Regions from separate parts of the Mus musculus genome. Here region 2 is linked to region 1. The links are chromatin contacts, called in public HiChIP or PLAC-seq maps. All regions are on one chromosome and are shown on one strand. Each heading gives the region's core, a stretch centred on a gene start, on an enhancer-like site or on the middle of the called end of the contact. The rest is flanking DNA. Distances are from core to core; before and after follow the strand shown. Region 1 has its middle 18 kb from the start of Gm33447. Region 2 overlaps Arhgef28 (Rho guanine nucleotide exchange factor (GEF) 28).

What was found. HiChIP or PLAC-seq counts read pairs in DNA pulled down with a chosen protein or histone mark.
Region 2: an HNF4G HiChIP or PLAC-seq map of pancreatic cancer cells shows a contact between it and region 1. The contact joins two enhancer-like sites. A contact is called at or near these places in 3 of 115 datasets of contacts at active chromatin or transcription factors (extraembryonic endoderm stem cells, pancreatic cancer cells and trophoblast stem cells) and 1 of 9 other capture datasets (embryonic stem cells).

What each region holds. Positions count from the first base shown.
Region 1 is chr13:97,355,445-97,359,918 of GRCm38.p6, forward strand. No RefSeq gene overlaps it. Among named protein-coding and RNA genes, the nearest start is that of Gm33447, 18 kb to the right of the region's middle. Within about 2 kb of position 2,172, at least 15 of the 459 cell types and tissues checked have an H3K27ac peak or open chromatin away from gene starts, as enhancers often do. A contact at or near this core is called in pancreatic cancer cells, where this site is marked.
Region 2 is chr13:97,974,394-97,979,157 of GRCm38.p6, forward strand. Arhgef28 (Rho guanine nucleotide exchange factor (GEF) 28) reads right to left here. Exons shown (of 36, transcript NM_012026.2): 15 at 4,037-4,160; 16 at 3,638-3,770. Among named protein-coding and RNA genes, the nearest start is that of Gm34388, 83 kb to the left of the region's middle. Within about 2 kb of position 2,463, at least 38 of the 459 cell types and tissues checked have an H3K27ac peak or open chromatin away from gene starts, as enhancers often do. A contact at or near this core is called in pancreatic cancer cells, where this site is marked.

The DNA.
Region 1 (4,474 bases), core at 922-3,421:
AATCTTGTAAGCCTTATTAAATCTAAATCATCCGGAGACACTCATAGCTACATCTTGTCCTCATGCTATCCCCGTCCAAAAGGACCTAACTCTCTTCTGCTTCCTCTCTTCCTCCATTCAACCCGGAAGTCCCGCCTACTCACCCAGTGATTGGCTCCTTTATTCATTAGGGAATTGGTTCACTAGAAGTCACCTGAGTACAGTGACTCACTCCTTGTCTGCAATCCCTCCCAGGTGAGTGGAATTAGCATCAACATACAAACAGCACCAGGCCCATCCGCATCAGGTCCTCACCACCTGCTCCCAACACCTACCTCGTAGTATGAGATGACAAGTTTCCTAAAAGTCAGTTTGGTTATGTTTGTTCTTACAAGCAAGAAACTGGAGGTCCAGAGATGGGAAGAGATCAAGGTCACATAGCAAGGCAGGACTGAAACTCACTTTGACTTTTGGTTCAATGCTGCGGACAAGAAGGACTCCGACAGCCACCTTCCCTGTGTTCAGCAATCTTTTCAGCTATTTCTTTTCATCTTTGTGTGAGGGAGGAATGTTGGCCCCACCTCTTTGTGTGATGGAAGCTTGGAGAGGCTGATAAATTGCAGCTGCCACCAGATTCCAAGCCACGAGAGCTTGTGGTCTTTGCTCCGAACTTAAAATGCCCAGTACTACCGTCACTCATGTGCCTGGTGAATGTAACTACTGCAGGTCCTTACCTTCCCTGTGTTCCTGTCAAGCTATGGCTAAGCTGAACCCTGCTCTTTCCCATCGTTAGAAGGTTGTTTACCAAATTATGTGGCTTACATGTGACTAAAGTGAAAACTCAGTATTCATCTCTCCAAAGGATTCCATGCCATGTCTGTCCCCAGGAGACAGTTGTCAGTGTTTGGGGCTGTATAATAGTCCCGTGTGGTAATTGATGTTCCTGGACTAAGGATGCTGAATATCACTTACTATCATGGTTCTATTCAAAAACCTAATCACAGTATCTATGTAGAACATGGTACTCCTGTAAAATGAACCTGCCTTCACAAAGACTTTGACAGTGTTTATAGTAAAAATTTTGACCCTGCATTGACTCTTGAGAAGGGCATTGGGATGGAGAGCCCTGTTACATTACTGTACACTGAGACACGATGGCAAAGCTCACATGGAAGTCTGACCCTGTGTAAATGTACCCTGCACAATGCGGCCCCTTTCTCTTAGCTTCGTTGTTCTTATTTACAGAACGGGAAGAATTGGTGGCTACCTTACAGGAACGTTGCACTATTTTAATGAGCTCATGCATGTAGAGTGTTCACAACAGTGACTCACACAGTTAATCCAATATTAAGATTAATTCTACCTACAACGTGATGCAATATTTAGAAGTATCAGAACCATTGTAGAGTGTTCTACAGTAGGGCCCGGAGAGCTGGCTCTGTTGGGAAAATGCTCACCTTCCAAGCACAAGGACTTAAGTTTGATTTTTGGAACCAGTGTTGTAGCATGTTATTGTAATCCCAATCCTGGAGAAGCAGAGAAAGACAGATCCCCGGGCCTCACTGGTGGGCCAGCCAAGCACAACGGGTGAGAGCCAGGCCAATAAGAGACACTGTCTCTCTCACAATGTCCATCTGCGGTAGGGAGGATTAAACGAAAACCAGATTCACGAACTCGGACATTTTTCTAGGTGTGAGTCATGCCTCTGGGTAGGGTTATTTATCTGCTCAGAGCCTGTCTACGGGACCTGGAATGACAGCAGTGTTCCTGGGAGGTCTACTTGTGTTTATCGTTTATGCTATGGTCAGGAATCAGAAGTAGCCAGGAAGCTCTGGAGTGATTCCATATTGCCTCCTTCAGTCTTTGATAATTATCATCATCATCACCATTATTATTATTATTATTATTATTATTACAGGGCTGGGATTGAACACAGCGCCTCATGCACATGAGGCAAGGGCTCTGCCACTGAGTTCCACCCCCAGGCGAGCTCCTTCACTCTTTGAGAGTGTTAGGGTGGTCCTTATAAATCCCTCAGCTGGACAGCTGCGTTTAGCAATGGGTGGTTGTGCTTCAAAGAGCCAGGTCATTTTAAAGGAATGTGAGAAGTTCATCTTTGGGGACAGAGATTAAACAGTGGGAAAGTAGGTAAGTGATGTGCTGCCCCACAAGGAGAGGCTATCTACGAGTTAACATTTCACTAGCTCCAGCAGAGAAGCTAATGACAGGGCTGCACCACACAGCTCTACTTAGAAGAGTCAGTGGTGAGTGGCAGAAATTAATTTATCATCAGTGCACAATCAGAGCCTCCCCACATGCCAGGATTTCCCCCCTCTCTTAGACAATTGCTTGCCTTTCTTGGTTGTCACTACATCTGAGAGTCGACGTAGCACACGCTGTATAAAAATAGGTCTGTGCTAAACATCACTCTGATGGTATTTTCATCTATAACTCAATCCACTGAAAGCCTAGTGTGTACTCAACACAGAGGTTTGCAGTTTCTCAAAGAGCAGTTCTCAGAATCACAAGTTGGTAATCAAAGATTTTTTTTTTTTTTTTCAAGATCCCACAAATAGAAAATCCCAAAGCCTGCATTGAAGGTATTTCTGCTATACACTGAGAGCTGAAGCTCATCTGGCTAACCAGGGGGAGCTGTCTCTAGAAGTGGGTGCTTCAGGGAATAAAGGCGTATGCAGCCCAAGATCCCCACCATGAGACATCGGTGGCAAGCATAAAAAGTGAAGAATCAGAATGGGCGGCCAGGGGCCTCTGTGGCAACCAGAGGAATGAGAGAATATGATCGCAGTGTTTATGAGGTGCCTCTTTGAGTTACTGATGTGCCCATAGTTAGGGCTTAGTTCTAATGCGTCTTAGTATGTGGTCAGACCAGGAGGGAAATCCAGGGATTTGCTTTTCCACAAATATTTATCAGTAGATGTTTCGGGATCTAAAATGGACAGTAGAGTAGGTGTGATTTACACAGGTGCTTGTCTTCGTGGGGGCGGGGAGACTGGATATCTCTTGAATAGAGTGGGCCGTGTTCCAGTTGCCCCTGGCTGGGATGCTGGCAACGTACTCTTGGGGGAAGAAGGCTCAGTGACAGAAGGACAGTTTATAGAGAGAGGGTGGTTAGAAAGAGCTGAATGTGTGAGGGTGGGAGGCAGCTCAGTGGGCTGTTTTAATCCCTGGCAACTCCCCTCTGCAGAGTTTCCATGGTAGAGTCTGGGGAATATTGCCCCAGCCTGGGGTCAAGAGGTTAAGTAGGAGCCTAGGCCTAGGCGTGGGCCTGTGGTCCAGCAGGAAGACCCTTGGTTTTTGTGACCAAAGAGGCTCAGAAAGCACTCAGGTTGAATTTATAGTAAAAGTACATGTACATGCCGGGAGGAACATGGCCATGATGGGGGTGAGGGTCGGGGAGGGGGTGGTGTGGGGGGTGTGCTAGTTAGGGTGGGAAGGGCTAGAAAGGAAATGGGTTCACTTTAAATTGCTGGGTCCAGATAACTGAATTACAAAGAACAGCATAGGTTAGTTTAGCTAACGACCTTGAACTCTGAGCTAGTCTTCCACAGCAACAACGACCACAACAAGCAAACACAGCAAACAACAACAACAACAACAAAAGGCTGCACTTGGTGTGACTAGTGAGGAGATGGAAAGGTCAAGCCTTAGGATGGGCAAGTGCTAGACTCAAGTGCTAGACTGAGCTTGTGTCCTCTGGGGGACATCCTTTCCTATTTCCCAAGTCGCCATAAGAGGGTGGGTCAGGAAGACAATGGCGAGAACCTGGTAGGTTCATAGATTAGAAACCGCTGCAGCCGGACAAGGGGGGAGATTTTCTTGAGGTGTGGCTTATGCTGCTGTAAATGAACCTGCTTTCTCAGTCCTAGGGGTAATGGTAAATGCCGTGATCCTATGACTTAAAAACAAAGAAATCTATTCTGCTTGTTTCCTGACCCTTCCTTTGACACTATTAGCGCAGGGTCCACCAGGGAGGTTTTATCCGGTTTTGTTGTTGTGGTGGTGGTGGTGGTTGTTGATAATGATGATGCTAACTTCATTTAGCAAGGGTTATTCTTCAAAATGCGTATAAATCTTGATCCACCCCACCAGGCAGGGGATAACCTTATCTTCTTATTGGTCCTGGGTTCCCGGCAAGTGATGCTAAGTCTATTGGGTGAGGAGAGGTCCAGCTGGTGTGGTGAATAAAGAAGCCAAGGACTGTTAGCAGGACCCATTTGCAGGCAGCACCCCAACAAGGCTGTTCTGAAGCAGAGTGGGGGTCCCAAGAGCTCCACAGAGGAAGCATTCTTATAGCAAGCTCTCAAGCCTGGCAACAGCCCTGTGTGTGATGCTGTGGAATGGCATCTCATGGGAGGTACCAATGTGTCCCATCCTTTACTCTCAGCATAGAGAGAGGAAACCATGTGAGCACGTACTGGCCCAAGCAAGGGAGCCATTTCAAAGTAGCCTCAAAGGGGATAAAATTCTCCGAAGA
Region 2 (4,764 bases), core at 1,213-3,712, 620 kb after region 1:
GGAAGAGCAGAAAGAAGCAAGGAAGGGAGGACAGAAAATGAAGGAGGGAGAATGGTTTTAAAACAATTGTAAGTATACACAGAGAAGTAAACCAAAAAAACCAAAATACTGAATTGCTCCTGAAGCAGCCACGTCAATTCCTGAAATGCTCAGCCTACAATATAAGAATGCAGTAATGCAACAATTGGATATATAACAGAGAGGAGAAGGAGGCTCACATGAGGAAGAAAAACTGTATTAAATTATGAGCCCCACACAGCCATAGCACTATCATTAGGAGATATTAAAAGCCCTTATCTTGCCAAATGGCAGGAAACAATAAAACCAAACAACACATGGTCCAAAGAGCTGAGCCAGACAGCAAGGAAAACAGCCAGAAACTATCAAAGATAGTCGGAAGCAGTAAAACTAAATGTAAATAAGAACAACCCTTTGTTATAAAACAAGATCTTTCCGTTACATTACAGACTCTCTTGAGCTAAATTAAAGACACACACCCCAAGAATGAGACTCACAGAAACGGTTATGTGACAGACAAAGAAAAGGAACAAACACGGGGAACACATTTGAGAGAGAAGCAGAACTCAGTGCAGAAGGCAGGAAAGGATATGAAAGTGAAACAATATTGATTAAAGTTCATCCGCGATGAGTGCATATGAGAAGGCCTGTCCACCAGATAGTGTCACATCAAAGTACATACAAGCACCTAAGCCAGGTAGACATGAGAACACTGCAGAACAGCAATGTTTGTGAACTGTTGGCAACTAGGAATCTAACAGCAACAATGACACCAAGATTTTGAGTACTTCTTCTACAACATATTGTTTTACATCATATTTGTCTATAATAGTAGAGCTATTGACCCTTATGCATAGAGGATTAGACATCTAACACAGTAGAGACTGCCCATGTCATCATCTACTACTCAATGTCAAAATGTGATAGTAATCCAAGTTTGAGCGACCAACACTCCACTCCCAATGAAAACCTTGTAAGTCCCCAAACTAATTCTAAAAACCACTGTTGTATAAAGAGAAGCAGCTAGTGTACACTTCAACTCACAACCTGGTTGTAGAATTTAATCTAAGGGACTAATCAGCAATGTAGACAGATCCGTGTGAGAACAAATGTTCATTTATGTTGTGAAACTATAAAAGAAGAAGTGAGTAAACCAGGAGGAATAACTAAATACTCTTGATAATATCATCAGATGCAATCTTAGATTAAAGGCTGATGCAATGTTTTGGGGTTAGAAGAGACTATAAGTAATTAGTGGCTGCTGAGAGAAGGGGGGACTCACACATGCCCAGGGATGAGCCCTCTAAGTGGCTACCCAATGCGGCACGCTCAACCCGCAACACAAGAGCAACATTAGATGGACTCAGGCAGTATCTGTATATTTATCTGTATATTTACATGAATCATTGTAAAAATAATAATTAAAGAGAAAGGAAAACAACAGAGACGATGCACGAGAGTAGAGAGGGGCTTGGAAGTGGGGGAGGGGAACAGGGGGCAGCAGGAGATGACAGTGGGGAATTAAAGATGCTGAAGGTATATTACATGCATGTACGGAGTGTCATCAGAAAAACCCATTAGCTTGAACAATGTTAAATGCTAATAAAATGATAAATTAACAGCAAAGCTTTTGGAGGTGGAAAAGTTTGAGACAACTTAAGTTTTCATTCATGCCCATGTCATCATCTACTACTCAACGTCAAAATGTGATAGTAATCCAAGTTATATTATATATATAATATAATCCGAATATTTTCTGTAAGTCTTCATACAGCTATTTTTTTAAGTAATATCTGGTTTGACAGCTGAGCATGTCTACAGCACTTTTGGCAATTTCTAGCTTCGACCACAATGCCATCAACACCCACTTAGTGGACTCAAGTGGAGCAGGTCTTGCTTGCACATCAGTTTACCTTAGGACTCATTAATTAAACATAAGTATTAAGGATCAGCTTTGCGTTGGCTCGTGTAGGGGCTGTGAAAAATTACTATGCCCCCCCTTTCTCCTTCCAGAACTTACAGTGAATGGAAATATGCCATAACACACATGGTGGTAAATAACAGGGCCGGGGACTCAGTGATAAGGAAATGGCAAGCCAGGTACAGGGTGGTGTTACTGATGATCTACAGAGCTTACTGAAGGAAGAGCCTCAAAGACAGAAGGTGCTAGGACAGGAGTATTCTGGCTTGTGAGAAGAATGGTAAAGAAGGCGATGTGACCAGCCAAGGAAGCAAGAGGAGAGGAGCCCTTGTGTCCTGGTTAGTTCTTTGTCAATTTGACTCAAGCTAAAGTCATCTGGGAAGAGGGAACTTCCACTGGAAAAATGCCTTCACCACATTGGCTTCTAAGTATTTTTGTAGTTAATGATTCATGTGGCCTGGCCCAGCCCACTATGGGCGGTGCTGCCACTGGATAGGAGGTCCTGGGTTTTACAATAAGCAAGGCAAGTGAGCCACAGAGTTCAAGCCAGTAACAGTATTCTTCCATGGGCTCTGACCCTGCCTCAGCGCCTGTCTTGGCTTTCCTCAGTGATGGACTGTGAACAGGGTGTGTCAAGTAAATAAACCCTTCCTTTTCTAGGTACTTTTGGTATGGTGTGTTGCTGAGGGCCAGGCTGGTCCAGGACTTTCCCTAAGGCCCTGATATATAGAGGAGGAACTTAGTCCCTGCTCTAAAACCAGGTACATACTTGGCAAGTCCAGGAGTAGCTTGAGGCAAGACCTTAGGGACACTGCAGTTTTCTGGATCCTAAGGACTCATTTTCCCCTTCTTTTCGGGCTGTGGTTATTGATTCCCGGGACTTTGCATACTCTGTCTTTGATGCCTTTGAAATATCCCGTGTTCCCATTATGCAACAATGCTTGATTAGCTTCCTGCTGGTTTCTAACCACAGTATGATAGCTTTCTGCTGACTCTGTTTCATTTCTCCCCTGCGAACTGTACCTAAGATGATGTATTTCTTAAGAAAGTTGCTTGGCATCAGACAGCGCTTATGTAAGACCTCCCGATTTTCAAGCTTTCCTGTCTCCTTTGTTTTCGGATCCCCTGGTCCTTCCTCTTAGGAACCCGTCGTTGAAAAACAGCCTGCTGGTCCTGGTCATTGGAGTTTATCACAGCCACAGAAAACCAACATAAGTGGACCAATTTTAGTGGTGGCTTCAGGTGAGTGAGGGCAGTGATGGGTGACAAGTAGGTGGGTTTGAGATACACGTTGGAAACCGAGTGAAGAGAGTTGCTAAAGGACCAGCATGCAAGAGAAAAGGCGTCATAAACAAATCCTCTGAAGTCTTGTGACAAGTGTCTGTCTGGGGCTATGGGTGGATCGGCTTGCCAGCAAGCACCGAGATGGGATAAGATCTCAGTTTCCAGCAAGTAACATTCAAAAGATGTGAAATATTCAAGTGGAGACGTCCAGCAGACAATGAGGTAACAGGCTTAGACTTAAGAAAGTCATCGACTGGACACAAGTACCGAATGACCAGTACTGACCACTGCAAGGCAAATAGCTCTGTGATATGTGAGGCCCTCACGAGTAGGTCTGTGCAAACCTGCTGAGCAGTGGTTTTACCCTTGGGAGCTTTCAGGACAGACAGAGAACACATCACACATGGGACTTACTGGCACACTGGAGTGACTCTTTCCCCAGGAGTGTTTTATCACAACCGGAGCACTGCAGAACCCCGGAGAACGTTCCCGGGACAAACTGATGTCGATTCATTTTTTCTTTTTCTTTAGTGTCCTTGTTTTTCATCTTCAGAGGCAGCAGTCATGATAGAAAAAGTAGGAGGAAACATAGAAAACAGTCACCATCTAACACTCTTACAGAGCCCTGGCATCCATGTGAGCTGACCCATGCACGGGCTTTAACAATCCTAACGAGCTGACAAGAATCCGTAAGAAGGGGCATGTACAGTCAGAGGCGGGAGATGGAAGGGGAACACATACAGGAATGCCTCTAGCTGCTGAGGACGGAAGCCTCCTACACTCTACAGCAGATAGGCACAGACACTCAGTTACCTTAGATTTGTTCCGTGGGCTGGTCATCCTGTTCATGAGGAAGCTGAAAGTTCGGCTCACTTTGTACTTTTCAGACTCGGATTTGGCAGGAATGACGTATTCATCCCATTCTTCTTCCTGAATCCTACAAAGAAAGGACCCTGTGACTGGCTTTACAGGACTGAGGGGGACAAAGGACGAGAAGAGCGTTATGTCTCTACGTACACCTATATAAGCGCAATTCCATTTTGCTTTAGGTTGAAATGGTTCTAAAGAGAAAAACAGCAGCTTCTTAAGTAAAAATGAATCACACAGATGGATGAACTGGGGGCTAGATTTGATAGAGCAATGATGACAACTACAGAATCTAATAGAACGCGCAGTCGTCACATACTTGTTTCAACTTTGCTATATTCCTGAAAATTATACAGAAATGCTTGGGAAATATACTCTCATAACCTCACCCTGAAAACACTCATCCACCTGTTTAGCACGCCAACAGAAATCTCCTGGGACAGGGAAGCAGGATAACTGAAGGCGAGGAAGCAGACTCTATTTATCTTGGGAACAGTGATGGTTTGCAATAGATAGGCGTTTCTGGTCGCTACCAGTTGAGAAACAGACTATGCGTTTGTGGGTTCCGCCTGTCCCACTCACTCAGCCAGGTGGTTTGCAACTTGAGACTGTAGGTCATAGAGGAGTCAAGGCTACCCAGGCTGCTCGCTGGAGTAACTAGGCCATGATCACTC